Linked DNA regions of Macaca mulatta: region 1 is linked to region 2. Evidence: chromatin contacts called from public Hi-C data. All regions are on one chromosome and are shown on one strand. Each heading gives the region's core, a stretch centred on a gene start, on an enhancer-like site or on the middle of the called end of the contact. The rest is flanking DNA. Distances are from core to core; before and after follow the strand shown.

Region 1 (3,345 bases), core at 53-2,552, 220 kb before region 2:
CCCTTGTGCCCAGCCCAAGCTGGGACCACTTCAAATGATGGGGTGCCTCCTCACCTTCATAGCCTCCAAGGGGAGCCAGGACTTGACCTTTCATTTTTCTAAAGACTAAAGGGACCCTGGAATTCCAGGAGGGAGACCTGAAGATATGGAGTGGGGGTGATGCAGGATGGGCCCCAACTTTGGGAATCTCAGATCAGGGTTGTGTTCTTCCTCCTTGCCCTGGAGGTTTGCAGAGACCCCGCTGGGATAGGAGCCGCTGTCGGCCTGGTGACCCCTGTGGCTTAGAGAGGGCAAGTAGTGAATAATGAAGGGACAGCCTCCAGGAAGGCCTTGCTCCCCTCACTCTCCAGCTTCTCAGGACCTGCCCGCGGCCCCAGAATCTAGCCCGGCTCCTATCAGCCTTTTCAGCTCGGGGGCCCAGCCAAATACTTCCTGTCACAGTGGCTGGACCCAGGAGGTCCAGGGATTATCTCAGCCCCTCCAAGTAAAGTAGAAGAGGGAAGGAGCAGACATCATAACAAAAGGAGTGCAGGCTAGACACCCAGAAGGACTTCCCTCAGCGCAGGTTTTGGCTCTTAGAACAGGTTTTGAAAAAAAAGGATCTTTCTTAATTCTAGGATTCCTGAGTTGGGGGCAGGGCAGCAGATTCTTGCTGCCCGCTCCCGGGGAACAGGCGCCCTGCCAGAGGGGTGGAAACGGTAGGGTCCCTATCCCCCGGCCACCACCCTCTCCCTTCCTCTCCAAGAGCTACTCTGCCCCCGCGTGCCGTCCCCTCCGCGCTGGAGAGCCCGCGTCCTAGGTCCCCGGGCTGCGGGCCGGCAGGGGAGGAGTTAACTCCGGAGGTACCGGCTGGGCTCACTGTACCTGCCGCCGCCGCCGCCGCCGGTGGGAGGGACGAGGAAGCGGGAGCCGCCTGGGCGCCAGGAGCGCTCTAGTCTGGCGGGGCGCAGCGCGGGGAGCGGGTAGCCTGGGCTCCGCGCGGCCGGGGGCGTCCGCCAGGGGGCGCGCCGCGACGGGGCGGGTGGAGCAGCCTGGTCGGGGGAATTAGCGTCAAGGACGGGCGCGCGCGCAGGTCCCTAGCACATCTGGGCGAGAGCGGCGCCGCTGGAGCCGAGCGGGGCGCCGAGCGCAGATCTGGAGCAGCAGAGCCACGGCGCAGCTGGAGCCCTTCGAGGCGCTCGGGGCGCACATCTGGGACCTCGAGCGGGGGCCGCGCCGCGCGCAGCTGGACCAGGGGAAGGGGGCGGCGGCTGCACAGCTGGACCGAAGGGGGCGGGGTCGGCCCTGGGCGACCGGCTGAGGGGAGGGCCGCGGGCCGCCGGGGACTGGAGCATGGGACGGCGCGCCTGAAGGAGCAGGAAGGGGACGAAGAGGCCTGGGACCCCGTAAAGAGAAGAGGAGAACGAGGGGACGAGAGCGGAGGAGGAAGATGCAACTGACTCGCTGCTGCTTCGTGTTCCTGGTGCAGGGTAGCCTCTATCTGGTGAGTGGTCCGCGGGGAGCTGCGCAGAGGGGCGGGGGCCCGGAGGATCAGGGGAGAGCGCGGGAAGCTTGCGAGCCCTGAAACTTTCTCCCTTCCCCCGACATGCCGGGGATGGCGGGGAAGACTGGAGGCTGGGGGAGAGGGCGGGTCCGAGGCCGGAGACTGGACAGATAGGGTTAATAGGGGCGGGAAGAGGGTGCTTGGCTGGCCCACCCACTCCGCGGCGGGTGGCTGGAGGTGCGACTGGCGCTCGGAAAAAGGCCCGGAGCGGGGTCGCCGGGGTTACCCGACCCCTTCCCGGAGCCTCAGGACCGCGGAAGTGGGGGCGATGGGGCGCGGGTCGTGACCTGCAGGCTTTTCCCCTGACCTCCGGTACTCCGAGAGCCCCGGGTTCTGGGTCCCCCAGAGCGCGGAGCCGGTCCAGGCGGGGGGCGGCCCCCGCGTCCCTCCCTCCCGCCTTCCCTCCCGCTCCCTCCCTCCCCGCCTGTTGTTTTCCTCTCCTCTCCTGGCTGCGCGCAGCCGGAGCCCCACAGGACCTGGGCAGGCGGCTCCCGCCCCGGGCGCTCGCAGCAGCTGAGCTGAGCGCCCAGAGCCCGCTCCCCGTGCGCCGGCTCCGCGGCTTCTCGGCGACCCACGGCGCCGGGGAACCCCTCCCCGAACCCAGCCCAGGGGCTTAACTCCCCTCCGACCGAGCGCCCGCCAACCCTCCCCGCAATACTGTCGTGGAGAAGCCTCAGCCCCGCATCTGGACCTGACCCTTTAATCAACAAGCCCCTTGCCACCGCCCCATGCCACGGTGGGAAGAGCCCTTCCCTTCTCACGGCCCCAGCTTTACCCTCCAGCCACTCAGCCGTGATCCCCAGGAACAAGTACCTACAGGTCTGCAGCCCTGGACCGAGTCCCCGAGCCTCCCCTCCTAGCCGTCCCTCTACCCCACCTCTGGGGCCTGGCAGTCAGGGCCAGCCTGAACTGTGGGGCAGAGACAGACTCGGCCACAGCACACAGCTGCCGGCACCACCCAGACCAGAACACAGGCATGAGGAGCCCACAGCCCCTTGGAGCCCTACTGTCCCCACCCCAGTGTCACCGCCAAATCCAGATGCCCCTGGTGCTGGTAGTAAAGACACCTAGGGAGAGTGGTTGCTTTCAAATGCTGAGCAAACACGCAGCCAGGCTGCGCCCTCAGGAAGCCCTGTCAACCCCCTGATGCCCTCCACTGCTGTCCCACTCTCCCTGTGGCGCCTCCAGGAATCTCCCCAGGTGTGGGTTGTCACCATAGCTGATCCAGCAGAGGGAGGATGAGCCCCTGCAGATTCCAGAGGCGGATGGCGCCTGGGTAAAAACCCTTTCAAAAAGACACATCTGATCTGTGAGGCCAGGAGTGTGCAGTGTAACGGAAGGGCTGACCCTATGTGAACTCAGCCTTGTAGTGTTAAACTCTGAGCCCCAGTGTCCTTATCTGTGAAATGGGGATAAGAACTCCTACCTCAGAATCCAAGTAACATCTTGGCATGTCATCCTCAGTGTCCCCTGGAGAGGTGTTTGGCTTTCCATTCCCATGGCCATCCTGAGTGTGGCATTCACTCGGGTCTCCCCTAGTCCTCTTGCCAAACCTAAACTATATTCGTGCTTGAGAATTATACTGTGTTCTGCTTTCTTATTCCATTGTCTGGTGGTTCTCTTTGCATCCAAGGGTAGAAATTATCCTAGGGTAGGAACAGTGTCTTACCCAACAGACTAGGAAGTCCCAAAAGGCAGGGGCTAGCCTCTCCTGTCAAACCAGGGGCTCTCCCAGGATAAGGATGGTGCTCCCCTATCTGACTCAGGGCTCTTTGAGAGCGGAGACTATGCCTCCCCCATCA
Region 2 (3,792 bases), core at 294-2,793:
CCACCCAGCCGCAATTGGGCAAGACTTGGTCCTCTCAAGGCTTTTCCTCCAGAGAGGTTAAATCTTCAACGCCTGCTCTCCACTTTCCAGCCTTTTCTTAAGGCTCTTCTTTCAGCCTAGTATCAGTGACCAACCTCTCCTTCCTAGGCCCTCTCATTATTATTCAAATTTCCATTCTTTTGGGGGCTTCAGCTTCAGTAAAAACATTCCCTCTTCTTCCTCCGCCTCAAGCATCTGGATTCCAGAGGTCATTTGAGCTAAATGCGGTTCAATGCTTTTCTGACTCTGGTACTGCATTCCCGGGACACTTTCAAATCACATTTTTCACCCCAGGGCCCCCAGTGGTCTCAAACCCAAACACAGTGCGGGAAGGAAGTGGGCGCTCGCCACAGAGCTAAATTGGGAATTCTTTGAGCTGCAGCTTCTGGAGAATGGTTTTGCCTCCTCCCCGCGACATCAACTAACTTACTTGCTGTTAGCTAAGAGCAAGGACAATGTCTCCTCTACCAGACAGGAAACTTCCTGATGGCGGACGCTAGCCTTTAGTTCCTTTTTCAATTCCCCATTCCCACCCCTTCGGCACCAGGATGGTTCTTAAAATACAAAGTTTCTTTCACAAAACATCCCTCTGCAACTTTTGAGTTTATGTAATAAACGGAAACGTCCTTTAAACAATCAGGCAACGAAGGGGTTAAATCTAATCTCAGCAACCTGATGGATTCCGGGGGGTTTCCTTCCTCGACTCTGGAAATTAAAACGACCGGGAAGGGAAATTTTGCCCTAGGTAAAGATGAGAACCGTTTACATCAACTGTCAGGCTTCTGCCCCAAACAAGAATGGCTACCCACGCCCACAAACAGCGCCACTCGCGTTAACTAAAAATGGCTGGCCCCGGATTCCACCACTGGAGTCACTTTCTGCCCAACTTCAAAATGGCGCCCACTAGCTTCACCAAAAGGATCTAATCTCCCAGCACCCTCTTTGGCCCGTAACGTCAGGGGACGCGAGACCCAGCCGGAAGTGAAGGAAAAAGCGCTTCAGCCCGCGGCGCCTGCGCAGAACGCTCCAGACGCTGAGAGGCAGGAGGCACTAGGGATCGTCCGCAGGATTGGGACTGCTACAGAGGCCGCCACGGAGCCCGCCGGAGCCACCGTTCCTGCTGCTGCTGCCGCCGCTGCCCGAATCGGAACCGTCGGGCCGCAGCCGCCGGCAATGCCGCGAAGGAAGGTGAGAAACGGGAGAGGAGGGATGGCGGGTTTCTAAGGACAGTCGATTGAGCACCGTGACGCAGTTGGCCACGCCTCACAGTGCTTGGGTCCCAACTTCCCGCTCCCCCGAACCTTGCTCAGCCACCCTCTCTTCTGTCCATATCCAACAGAAAAATGTGGGCCCGACCCTGGCCTCGGCCTATGCTTGCAACTATTCCCGCCCTCTGCTTGCCTGGATCGGAGGCGTTCTTATTAATTGGTCGCTGAAACGTCAGGAAGCATATTGATTGGCTGGTGACGCCGCCTGTTTGGGCTCAACGGTCACCTCCCCGCGTGCGGGGGCGGTGTCTGGCCCCGGCCCTAGCGCTCTCCCACTGGCTGGAGAGAACGATCCCTCCTCTCCTGATTGGTCGGGGTTGGCAGTCTGTCCTGTGGGGGCGCGGCTTAGGCGGACCTCGATTGGGTGGCCCGAATCCCCGCCTTTCCGAGCGGGGACGCTGATAGGTGCAGAGGCGGGGTTTTGGAGGCCTCGTTACTTTCCAGGTGAGGGGCACAACAAAGCAGAAGACTGGGTGGTGGGAAGCCGGCGCCCACTCCCAGGGGATCCCACTCAGGCCAGTTGCCTCCAAGCGGTAATCTTTACTTGCTAGTTCGACAGCTCCTAGAAAATGCAGTTGGCAAAAACCGAAAACTTCTAGAATTAGAAGGGACTTAGGAGGTCACCCAGGAATGGCCCCCTACTTCTTACAGTTGAACTAACGGAGGTCCATGGAGTGCCGCAAGCCACTCAGGCAGTGGCAGGTCCAGAATATAGAACAAATCTAACTCAATTGAACAAATGTCTATTGATTACTTTCTGCGCGGTGGTTGCTGACGATTCAGAAATTTATTAGACGTGATCCCTGGCTTAAGGGTATCACAGCCCGATAGGAGAAAACAGACATGAATAACCTTAGGACGATCTAGTAAGTTCTCTGCTTGGAGGTGTATACAAAGTGTTACAGGAAGGAAGTGAAGGAGCAGTTGGTCTGCTCTGGAGTACAATGGGAGGTATACTGGTAAAAGCCACAGGGAAGAGCTGAGTTCCAGGATCAAGCCAGGAAGGAACAAGTCTCACATCAACGCTTTAAATATCTAGATAATTAGACTATAATGGTGACTTTTAAGATTCCCCCTTCATTTTAGCTGTTTTCTGTGATTCTTGCTTATTTTAGACATTTTCTGTGATTCTTGCTCATTTCCTGGCAGGTTACCCTTGAGATATTTGGAAAACTGGGTGGTATTCTTGCTCATTTCAGTAGAAATCTTTCTCTTCACAGAGGTTTTTCAGGCTGAAAATGTATGCTTTTTAATGTCTCCTAAAATGATCTCAGCTGGTGGGTGGTATGTATGGTTTTTTTTTTTTTTTTTTTTTTTTTTAAGATGGAGTTTTGCTCTTGTTGCCCAGGTCGGAGTGCAATGGCATGATCTCGGCTCACTGCAACCTCTGTCTCCCGGCTTCAAGCGATTCTCCTGCCTCAGTCTCCCTAGTAGCTGGGATTACAGGCGGATTCCATGACGCCCAGCTAATTTTTGTGTGTTTAGTAGAGACAGGATTTCACCATGTTGGTCAGGCTGGTTTTGAACTCCTGACCTCAGGTGATCCACCCGCCTCGGCCTCCCAAAGTACTGGGATTGAAGGCATGAGCCACCGCGCCCAGCCGGTGGTATGTGTGTTAAGGCTCACTAAATGCAGGAATAATATTGGTGCCTTGAAATAGGGCCCCAGTCTTCTTTCTTTTTTTTCTTTTTTTTTTTTTTTGAGACAGAGTCTCGCTCTGTAGCCCAGGCTGGAGTGCAGTGGCAGGATCTCAGCTCACTGCAAGCTCCGCCTCCCGGGTTCACGCCATTCTCCGGCCTCAGCCTCCCGAGTAGCTGGGACTACAGGCGCTGCCACCTCGCCCGGCTATTTTTTGTATTTCTTAGTAGAGACGGGGTTTCACCGTGTTAGCCAGGATGGTCTCGATCTCCTGACCTCGTGATCCGCCCATCTCGGCCTCCCAAAGTGCTGGGATTACAGGCTTGAGCCACCGCGCCCGGCCTGTCTTCTTTCTTAATTTCCTGAATACCAGGAGTTTCTTGAAAATGTACATTTTTTTTAGTAACCTGTTTGGCGGCAAACCTGTCTTAATCTGTCCTGAGGCTACTTACGGTTTTTGTGTGTCTCATTTAGTGTGACTGTTTATATCTTTTGCTGCAGAAGTATTATGTTTTGTTATTGCACCCAATATTTGCAGGATACATGCAAAGTACTCCCCTTCTAAAAATAAAAAAAAAATACGAATTCTAAACACAACTGGCCCTCAGGGTTTTGAATAAAGAATTGGGACTTACAGCGTGAATCTTTGTATTTTTAGCAAATATTTTTTCCTTTCTGGTTTTGTAAAGGGTATAGTGTTAGTGCTCAATTGATAAAAGTTATCTTTATGGCTAAGAAAGAACTCCTGAGGAGGTTAATAATTGACAAATAATTGTTCATTGAAAAGATGGTTTTGAAAACAACTGTTTTTGAATACCCATGAGTCTTCATGTGCAAGCTGCCTTT

The links. A called contact is a pair of places that touch in the nucleus more often than the background predicts.
Region 1: a Hi-C map of fetal cortex germinal zone shows a contact between it and region 2, with 2.8 times the contacts expected there. The contact joins the promoter of NXPH3 here to the promoter of FAM117A in region 2. A contact is called at or near these places in 5 of 14 Hi-C or Micro-C datasets (CD4 T cells, cortical neurons, fetal cortex germinal zone and 2 more).

The regions. Positions count from the first base shown.
Region 1 is chr16:60,437,462-60,440,806 of T2T-MMU8v2.0, reverse strand. NXPH3 (neurexophilin 3) reads left to right here and starts at 1,302. Exons shown (of 2, transcript NM_001266633.2): 1 at 1,302-1,483. The coding sequence starts at 1,430.
Region 2 is chr16:60,216,473-60,220,264 of T2T-MMU8v2.0, reverse strand. It overlaps FAM117A (family with sequence similarity 117 member A), which reads right to left and starts at 1,543. Exons shown (of 8, transcript XM_077971239.1): 1 at 1,441-1,543. It overlaps KAT7 (lysine acetyltransferase 7), which reads left to right and starts at 1,056. Exons shown (of 12, transcript XM_077971234.1): 1 at 1,056-1,227. The coding sequence starts at 1,213.